Regions from separate parts of the Pan troglodytes genome. Here region 2 is linked to region 1. The links are chromatin contacts, called in public HiChIP or PLAC-seq maps. All regions are on one chromosome and are shown on one strand. Each heading gives the region's core, a stretch centred on a gene start, on an enhancer-like site or on the middle of the called end of the contact. The rest is flanking DNA. Distances are from core to core; before and after follow the strand shown.

Region 1 (4,264 bases), core at 1,627-4,126:
ACAATGCACCTTCCAGCCAGAGAACTGCCAGCCCCAGCTTCTCCAACAGAAACATAGGGGCCAGACTGCAGTATGGCAGATGAGAATAAAAAAGCCCACACTTCCTGGGAAACGTCTCCACCTCACACTGTGCCCAAGGTTGTCTGGATATGGCTTGAGAGAAGCAGGGGGTGGGGGCAGGTGAATGCTGCCCTCTGGGAAGGGACACTAGCGGCTGTGGCTGAGGCAGCAGGCAGGCCACGGTGGGTGAGGGCAGCCAGACGTGAAAGGGAGTTAGAGCCTGGGACATTCGTGGGAGGGGGTGTGATTCTCCCTGGGTCCAGGTAGGCTGAGGGGACTGCCTCTATCTGCCGCCATCATCCTAGGTGCAGGGAGGTAAGAGCTGGGCCAGCCCTGCCAGACCTCAGGTGTATCTCTGATATTACCCTGCCTGGGGCACTGGGTCCTACCAACCACATGCCCTGGGCTCCTGGGCATTCTGATAGGCTCCTGGCTGGAGCTGGGCCAGGGCTTCAAGTGGGGGTCTGGTGGGGCCACTCAGGGCTGGCCTGCCACTCCCACCACCACCAAAAGCTGCCATGAGCTGATGACCTCCCTTCTCTGGCGAAACAGCAGGGTCCTTCCTGAGTTCATGGATGTTGGATCATCCTTCTCAGCACCCTCTTGCACCAAATGTGGTCCTGAGAGTCCAGGACTGGGACTAGAGCCCCCTGCCCCTCAGCCGGCCAGGCAGCTGCCTCCTTCTTTGGGGACCACTAAGCTGCTGCTGGGAGAGTGCTTCACCCCCAGTGGAAGGGAGCTCTGTGATGCCGGAGGTGCTTGTGATGCACATTTACAATCTCACACGTCTTCTTGGAGGCAGCCTCCATGCCTTTAAGCATGCCATCATTGCAGGGGGGTGGGGGGGGAGGGTCTCCCGTCCTGTCTGCTTCCCTCTGCTGCCTCTCACTTCCTGGTACTGGAGCCAGACTTTGGGGGCTCACTGGAGCCCATGGCCGTGGGGCGGGTGGGCCTCCCACTGGGGTCGCTGCAGCCTGGGTGGGCTGGGCTGCCGTCTGCACTCCCTCTGCTGAGTCAGCCCCATTTCAAGGGAGGTGGCCCAGCCCCCTGAGCAAAAGAGGACAAACAAGTGCTCTCTCCCCACAGGAGGGGGGTCCTATGGATGGGGAAGGATGTGAGACCAGTCACACCTAGTGGAAAAGCAGAACCAGGGGCCAGGGCTCCCACACAGGACATCATGCCTTGGAGAAAAGCCACCACTCGCTGGAGTTGGATGGGTCTCAGATGGGGAAACCGAGGCCCCGAGAGGGAGTGACTGCCCAGGCCCAGTCTCCTCCCTTCCCCACCCTTGCTTTGCCCCACATGCACCTGAAGCTCACCTGGCAAGCTGGCCATCAGAGACTCAGAAAGGGCATGCTCACAGGGGTGACCCGCATGGCCAGGCTTTCCCAGGGAAGCAGGGCCGGGAGCCCTAGGGGTGGCGAGGTTGGCTCAGATCCTCGTGGGGGCCATTTTCTGCTGCTCCTATCTTCTTTGTTTTTCCTCTGAGGACCCTCATATTCGCCTCTGTCACTGCCACTGGCAGGATTTCACAGCCTTCCGGGGGCATGTGCTCCGCCCCCCAGGTTCTGCGGTCACTGTGCCAGAATCAGTCCCTGCAGGCACAGAGGGCACTGCCTAGAGACCTGGCACCGCAGCCCAGGTCTCTGAGGCCCCTGCAGCACGTGGCTGGGCAGGCTCGCTGGCCCTGTGTCCTCAGCCTTGGCAGCCTAGCCCGTGTTGGAGGCACCATCCTGCACTGACCAGGGTCTGCAGGTGGCAGGCATGCCACCGCCAGCCTGGACCCCAAGCCCTGTTCTTGTGTCCCTTGTTGCATGGCACAGAGGCCCCATCCAGGGAACTTACAAGCCTTCTCCTGGATGCCACCCCCAGGTCTGTCTGGAATGTGTGCACCTGTATCCTAATGCCAGCTCTGGGTCCTCTGACACCATTCTGCTTCAGAAGCAGCTCCGAATCCGTATCAGCAGAGGGGACGAGTCCCCGGGCTGTGACTGTGCGCTTCCAGCTGCCTGGGTGTGCACCTTCCATCCCAGGAGTCCTCTTTCTCCCCGTCCCGGCCAGGAAACAGGCTCTGAGAAGGGCGTCGCCCGATGGCTGGTGTGGCATTGACTTAGCCGCTAGCTCCACTCCCACAATTTAAGAATGGGGAGACCATCAGGACCCCAAAAGGTAGAGCTACTCACCTCACAGCCCCAGCAGGCTACGTCGCTTCATTCCCAGGCCGAAAGCGGCCACAGTCCCCGCCAGAAAGGAGCGATTCTCTGGCCCCGCTCCTTGAGGGGGTCAGCATGCGCAAGAGGCGCAGGCATCACCGGCTGGCCCGACTCCTCCTCACCAAGCTTCCCACGGAGCAGCCGCGCAGCGCCCAGCTCGGGGCAGACGGCTGGGTCCTCTGTGGAACCATCCCCGACCGTCCCGGCCTGGAGCCCCGCCGGCGGCTAGCCCGGCGGCCAACGCCTCCCCTCCCCTCCCCCTCAATCCCGCCCCCGGGGCCGCCCCAAGCTCCCACTGCAGCGCCCCCAACGCTCTACCCGCTTCCCGATGCCCGCCTCCGGCCCCCCAATGCCGTCCCGCCAATGCCGTCCCGCCGTGGTCGCCCCGGGTTCTCGCACGCCCCGCCCTCGGTTCCCACCGCTCTCCGCCTCCCCTTCCTCCATCCCCGCCGGGCAGGGCGCGCCCGAGACCCGCGCCGGGAGCAGCGGCCGGGGCCCCGAGTGGCCGGGAGGGGCTGGCGGGCTGGCGCGCGCGGCTCGGGTTTCGGCCCGCCCCCGGCGCCGGCGTGATCCCCTCCCGGGCGCGGGGCGGGGCCGGGCCCAGCTGGCCGCGCTCCGGGCGCTATAAGAGGGCGGCGGCCGCGGCGCGCCCTGCGCGGAGCTGGGAGCGCGATGGTCGGCCGCCGAGGCGCGGCAAGATGCTGGATGGGTCCCCGCTGGCGCGCTGGCTGGCCGCGGCCTTCGGGCTGACACTGCTGCTCGCCGCGCTGCGCCCTTCGGCCGCCTACTTCGGGTAGGTGCCTTCGGCGGCCGGCGCGCACTGGTGGGCGGGGGCGGCGGGGCCGGGGCGGGGTCGTCCGGAGTCCCCGAGGCACCCGGGGTGGCTGGGGCCGGGGCGCGGCGGGGCCGCCGGGTTGCCTGGCGCTGTTTGTTTGCGGCGCGCGCGTCGCTCCGTCCGCTGCGCGGCACGGCTAGAGAGGCGGGTGGACCCGTCGGGCTTGCGCCGGGCCGCGGTCCTCCGTGACCGCAGAGTCGTCGTCGTCGTAGTCGCCGCCGTGAGCAGGACTGCCTCGCGCTTAGGGACTGGGATCAGGTCCCGACTTCCTTGGGCCGCCGTGTCCTTGCCAAAAGGCTGGAGCCTGAGTCCTCAGCCCCTGGCCATCGCCCACCTAGCAGCTTCCCCCCCTTTCTCTTCTCGAGAAGTTAATTTAACAATAACAAAAATACGTACAAAATCCAGATGTTCCTCGCGCTGAGCCCCAAACGGAGAGAGAGAGAGAAAGAGAGAAATCCTCCAAGCTGGAGGAATTTATTTTTCTTGCGCTTTGCTTCTGACTCTGTGGCCCGGGCCCCGGCCCGCGGGAGCGCGTCCATGGAACCTGGCCGGGAGCGCAGGGCCCGGCCGGGGCGTCCCGCGGTGTCATTGCCCGTGCTCGCGTGTCTCTGCAGCAGCGCTTTGCGGGGCTGTCGGCGCGTCTCTCTCTTCCTTTCTTTCCCTTCCTTCTTCCCTTCTCCTCTGAGGTCTGGGATGCCCAGTCCTGCGACCTTTACAGGGACCCTCGCTGCGCTTTGGGCGCGCTGAGGTGCAGGGTGGCGCCGTGCGAGGCAGCGCCCCGGGCCTCCCCGCCACCCTCCAGCCTCCTACCCCGAGCGCCGCCGCTGGGAGCCCTGGCTGGCCTTCGGATCCCAGCCCCCGACCTGGACGCCCTGGGCCGCTCCCTCGGCCGGGCCGCCGCCCTCCGCCGGTCACCTGTTCCCGGCCCTCTGGCCTGAGCGCCAGCGCGCGGCGGGCTGGCCGGCAGAGGGCCCCGTTGGTCCAGGAATCTGGCACCCGCCCGGGCAGGGAGAGGCCGCCTGGGCCGAGGAGCCCTGCAGGTGTATCCTGTTCTCAAAGAAAATAAAATATTTTCATGGGAAACTTTCCCTTTGTGTTTTTCTTTCTCTCCCTTTCTTCTCTCTGTTCCTTTCTTCTGGGTCGTCTTCCAGGGTCA
Region 2 (4,319 bases), core at 1,537-4,036, 210 kb after region 1:
ACTTGAACCTGGGAGGCGGAGGTTGCAGTGAGCCAAGATCATGCCATTGCACTCCAGCCTGGGTGACAGAATAAGACGCGGTCTCAAAACAACAACAACAACAAAACAAAAAACAAAAAAAACAAAAAAAAAAAAGCAAAAAAACCCCAGTCATCTCTGGACGGAACTGGAGGTGATTCTTTCTCTGCAACTGTAACTTCTCCAGACATTCTGATTCTCTAGTGTAAAAAAAACCCCAATAAACAATTGCATACTGTGATCACACAAGCCACAATGGGGCTGACTAGGAAGGGACCATAGCACGCACTGAATCACACAATCCCCAAAACAACTCTCTGCCTCCTGTCCCTGCCCCCATATCCCACCTTTACCTGGACTCAGACTCCCAAAACTCACTTTCCTCCTAGTCCTCCCTCCAACTCCTCAGACCTTGGTCCTCCCTCTTCTGCTCCTCCCTGTTCTCCTGGGTAAACCTCACACCCCTTGGAAAGAGTCTTCCAGCAAGGCTCAGAGCCCCAGCACTCCTAGAACCTCCCATATCCCCGCTTATAAGAGTAAATAAAACAACATTTCCATTGCTTCATAAAGGGAAGGCAGGTGCCCCTCTCCCGCTTAGGATGCCTCTGTTTGGTCTGGAATGAGATAGCCCAGTGTCCAGATTTTACAAGACACAGTCATGGTCTGATGGCCCCTAGAATGTCATCAGACCTCCAAACCTAACTCAAAGGCCTCGCACTGTGTGCAAACCAGCACAAGCTGCCTCTCATTTCTCTGGGAGAGATGAGCGGTTCTAACTGTTCCTCCTTCCACCTCCCTGTCAAGACGCCTGGGAAATGCTGCCCAGACTCTGCACTCTCTCGCAGAGCGCCTATGTGCACACAGCCTGCCAGGCTTCGGGGGCAATAAATCTGCTATCTTTCCTTCTGCATCCATGTGGGTAGCTTTGAGCTGATTTCTCCAGCACACCAAGACATACATCACATAGGGTCCCCCATGGCCCCATTTTCGTGTCCTGGCCGAAAATCACAGAGTACCCTGATCCCTCTGTGCCCCAACCACAGGTTTTCCCCACCAGGCTTCAACCCAATCCAGGGCCTTTAACATTTCCAGGCATGGAAGAAAGTATCTAGGTTTACTACAAAGAAAACGGCCTTGGCCCTGAGCCAAATTCCTGAAACCTTCCTATAAACTCCATAACCCACACCCCTTCCAAGAGACATACCTAGGGAGGACGTCCCTTTTCCCTTACTGCCCGTCTCGAGGACTACCGCAGCCCACTCTATATGAAAGTTCCCCTAACAAAACCTCTAGGCAGGGCCTGGCGCAGTGGCTCACACCTGTAATCCCAGCACTTAGGGAGGCCAAGGCAGGAGGATTGCTTGAGCCCAAACGTTCAACACCGGCTTGGGCAACACAGAGACCCTGTCTCTACAAAAAAAAAAAAAAACAAACAAAAACAAAAAAACAAAACTAAGCTGGGCATAGTGGCTCATGCCTGTAGTCCCAGCTACTTGGGAGGCTGAAGCAGGAGAATTAAAGAATTCATCAAGCCCAGGAGGTGGAAGCTGCAGTAAGCTGTGATGGTGCCACTGCATACTGTCTCAAAAAACAACAACAACAACAAAAAAACTGCTCTGGGCTCACCATGCATTTAGCACTTCTTTCTTTGGTATCCCAACTGGTCCCACCTGAGGATAGTGTGGGGAACTCCCTTGCCGCCACTTTTGGGGTAACTCCAGTTGCAAGTTTGGCAAAACACTCCTCATGTCACTACTCCGATGTCCTCCCACTTCAGCCCTGCTCATGTGTACACAGCCCCAAATCCCTACCCACACTCCTACCACACCTTCATTTCACACCCTCCCTCATTCCCCACCATCTTCTCCAGACACCCGTCATCCCCTGGGGCCCCTTGCCATGCCCTCCAGGTCCCCTGTGGGCCCCATTCGCCCATCTAGGTTACCCTGCCCCCTCCAGCCCTCCCACCATTTTCCTCCAGGTCCCCACCATCCTCTCTAGACCCCACTGTCCCCTCCACGTGCCACTGATCCCTCCAGGAACCCACTGTCCCCATCCCTTCCAAGTGCTACCGTCCCCTCCAAATCCCCACTGTCCCCTCCAGGTCCTCAATGTCCCCATCTCCTCCAAGTGCCACCGTCCTCTCCAGGTCCCCACCGTCCTCTCCAAGTCCCCACTGTACCCATTCCCTCCAGATCCCACCGTCCTCTCCAGGTCCCCACTGTCCCCATCCCCTCCAGATCCCACCGTCCCCTCCAAGGTCCCCACTGTCCCCATCCCCTCCAGGTCCCACCGTCCCCTCCAGATCCCGTCTCCATCCCCTCCAAGTGCCACCGTCCTCTCCAGGTCCCCACCGTCTCCTCCAGGACCCTACCATCTCCACTAGATCCCACCATGCGAGGGCCCCCCAGCTCTCCCTCTGGGTCCCACCGTTCTCTCCGGGTCCCACCGTTCTCTCCGGGTCCCATCATCCCTGGGCGCCCCCGCACCGCCGCACTCCCGCCCCCAGAACCGCCTCTGTCCCCGCCCCTCTCCCAGCGCAGCCCGCATACCCCCCACCCCCCGGGGATGCGGGAAGGAGGGCTCGGGCTGTGTCAGCCACAGCGCGCGGACTGAGCCCAGGGCGGACGCTACGGCTTGGCTTGGGCCGGGCGCCCAACAGACCAACACCGTCGCTCACCTGAGGGACGCCAGACCCGTCCCAGAGCCGACCGCGGCGCCTCAGCCGCTCGGCGCCTGCGCAGTGAAGACCGCGGCGAGCCGCGCGCATGCGTGCAGGGCCGGAGCCCCAGGCGCTGGTGGGGCAGAAACGCGGCGCCCTGCGTCTTCTGGTTCCGAGGCAGGTCCTCACCGTTTCCGCTCCGGCGGAAGTGAGGAGGAGGGTCCTTCGACCCGTGCTGAGCTGGATGGACCGCGAGACGCGCGCCCTCGCCGACCGCCACTTCCGAGGCCTGGGGGGCGATGTCCCCGGCGTCGGCCAGGCTCCGGGCCGGGTAGCCTTCGTCTCGGAGCCGGGCGCCTTCTCCTACGCCGACTTTGTGCGGGGCTTCTTGCTGCCCAACCTGCCCTGCGTGTTCTCCAGCGCCTTCACGCAGGGCTGGGGCAGCCGGCGGCGCTGGGTGACGCCCGCGGGGAGGCCCGACTTCGACCACCTGCTACGGACCTACGGTGGGGCGGCGGCCGCAGACCCCGGGCAGGGAGGAAAGGCCGGCGGGACCCAGGCCCGGGAGGCCCCCGCCTAGAGAGGGGCACCAGGGAGGGTGAGGGAGGCCAGGCGCGTGGCCCCTGGAGAGTTCCTCTGCAGACGGTTTGGAGTGAGGACGGGGCCCAGGGAGATGGCATGGACCGTGCCTTTCATTTCAGGAGACGTGGTTGTACCAGTTGCAAACTGTGGGGTCCAGGAATACAACTCGAACCCCAAAGAGCACATGACTCTCAGAGACTACATCACCTACTGGAAAGAGTACATACAGGCGGGCTACTCCTCTCCCAGGGGCTGTCTCTACCTCAAAGACTGGCACCTGTGCAGGTAATGGGGCTTGGGACGCACCGAGGCGCTGCCTTCCCTAGCGCTGCGTGAACCCAGAGGCCTTTCTGATGAAGGTGGCCCCTGGGTGCACAACGGAGCTATTTTTCCCCGTGAGGCACTTTAATCTGTTTAAAAGAAACTGGATTGTCTTCCGCATGGCTGCAAGTGTTGTTCTTTGGGAGGTCAATATGGTTTTTTTTCCTTTTTTTTGAGATAGATCTCCTCAGCCTCCCTAGTAGCTGGGATTACAGGAATGCATCTCCACTCCCGGCTTTTTTTTTTTTTTTTAAAGAGACTAGGTTTCACCATGTTGCCCAGGCTGGTCTTGAACTCCTGAGCTCAGGTGATGCATCCACCTCAGCATCTCAAAGCACTGGGATTATAGGCATGATCAGTACTTTCTAATAAGCAGAACCATTGTAGTCAGACTGCCCCGCCCCCTCCCCTGCCAGCAGCGTCTGGCTCAGAGGAGGGTCTGGGGCTCTTTGGGGGCTGCAGCCATCTGGAAGCTCCACTGGAGCCGATTGGTCTCAGTTGCCCCACTCGTGCTGCCCTAGTCTCCTCGTGCCTCACGTGCTGTCGGTGGTGCCCTTGCGCCCTCCTCACAGGGACTTTCCGGTGGAGGACGTTTTCACCCTGCCTGTGTACTTCTCGTCTGACTGGCTGAATGAGTTCTGGGATGCACTGGATGTGGATGACTACCGCTTTGTCTACGCGGGGCCTGCGGGCAGCTGGTGAGGCCACGGATGTGGGAGTGGAACCCAAAGGGGCC

Evidence for each region. HiChIP or PLAC-seq counts read pairs in DNA pulled down with a chosen protein or histone mark.
Region 2: an H3K4me3 HiChIP or PLAC-seq map of stem cell-derived excitatory neurons shows a contact between it and region 1, with 2.1 times the contacts expected there. The contact joins the promoter of JMJD4 here to the promoter of WNT9A in region 1. A contact is called at or near these places in 1 of 7 Hi-C or Micro-C datasets (stem cell-derived neural progenitor cells) and 1 of 1 datasets of contacts at active chromatin or transcription factors (stem cell-derived excitatory neurons).

The regions. Positions count from the first base shown.
Region 1 is chr1:21,410,520-21,414,783 of NHGRI_mPanTro3-v2.0_pri, forward strand. It overlaps WNT9A (Wnt family member 9A), which reads left to right and starts at 2,877. Exons shown (of 4, transcript XM_525081.9): 1 at 2,877-3,066. The coding sequence starts at 2,972.
Region 2 is chr1:21,622,186-21,626,504 of NHGRI_mPanTro3-v2.0_pri, forward strand. JMJD4 (jumonji domain containing 4) reads left to right here and starts at 2,787. Exons shown (of 6, transcript XM_001143331.5): 1 at 2,787-3,186; 2 at 3,382-3,547; 3 at 4,156-4,281. The coding sequence starts at 2,787. The region is part of intron 1 of SNAP47 (synaptosome associated protein 47); the gene reads right to left.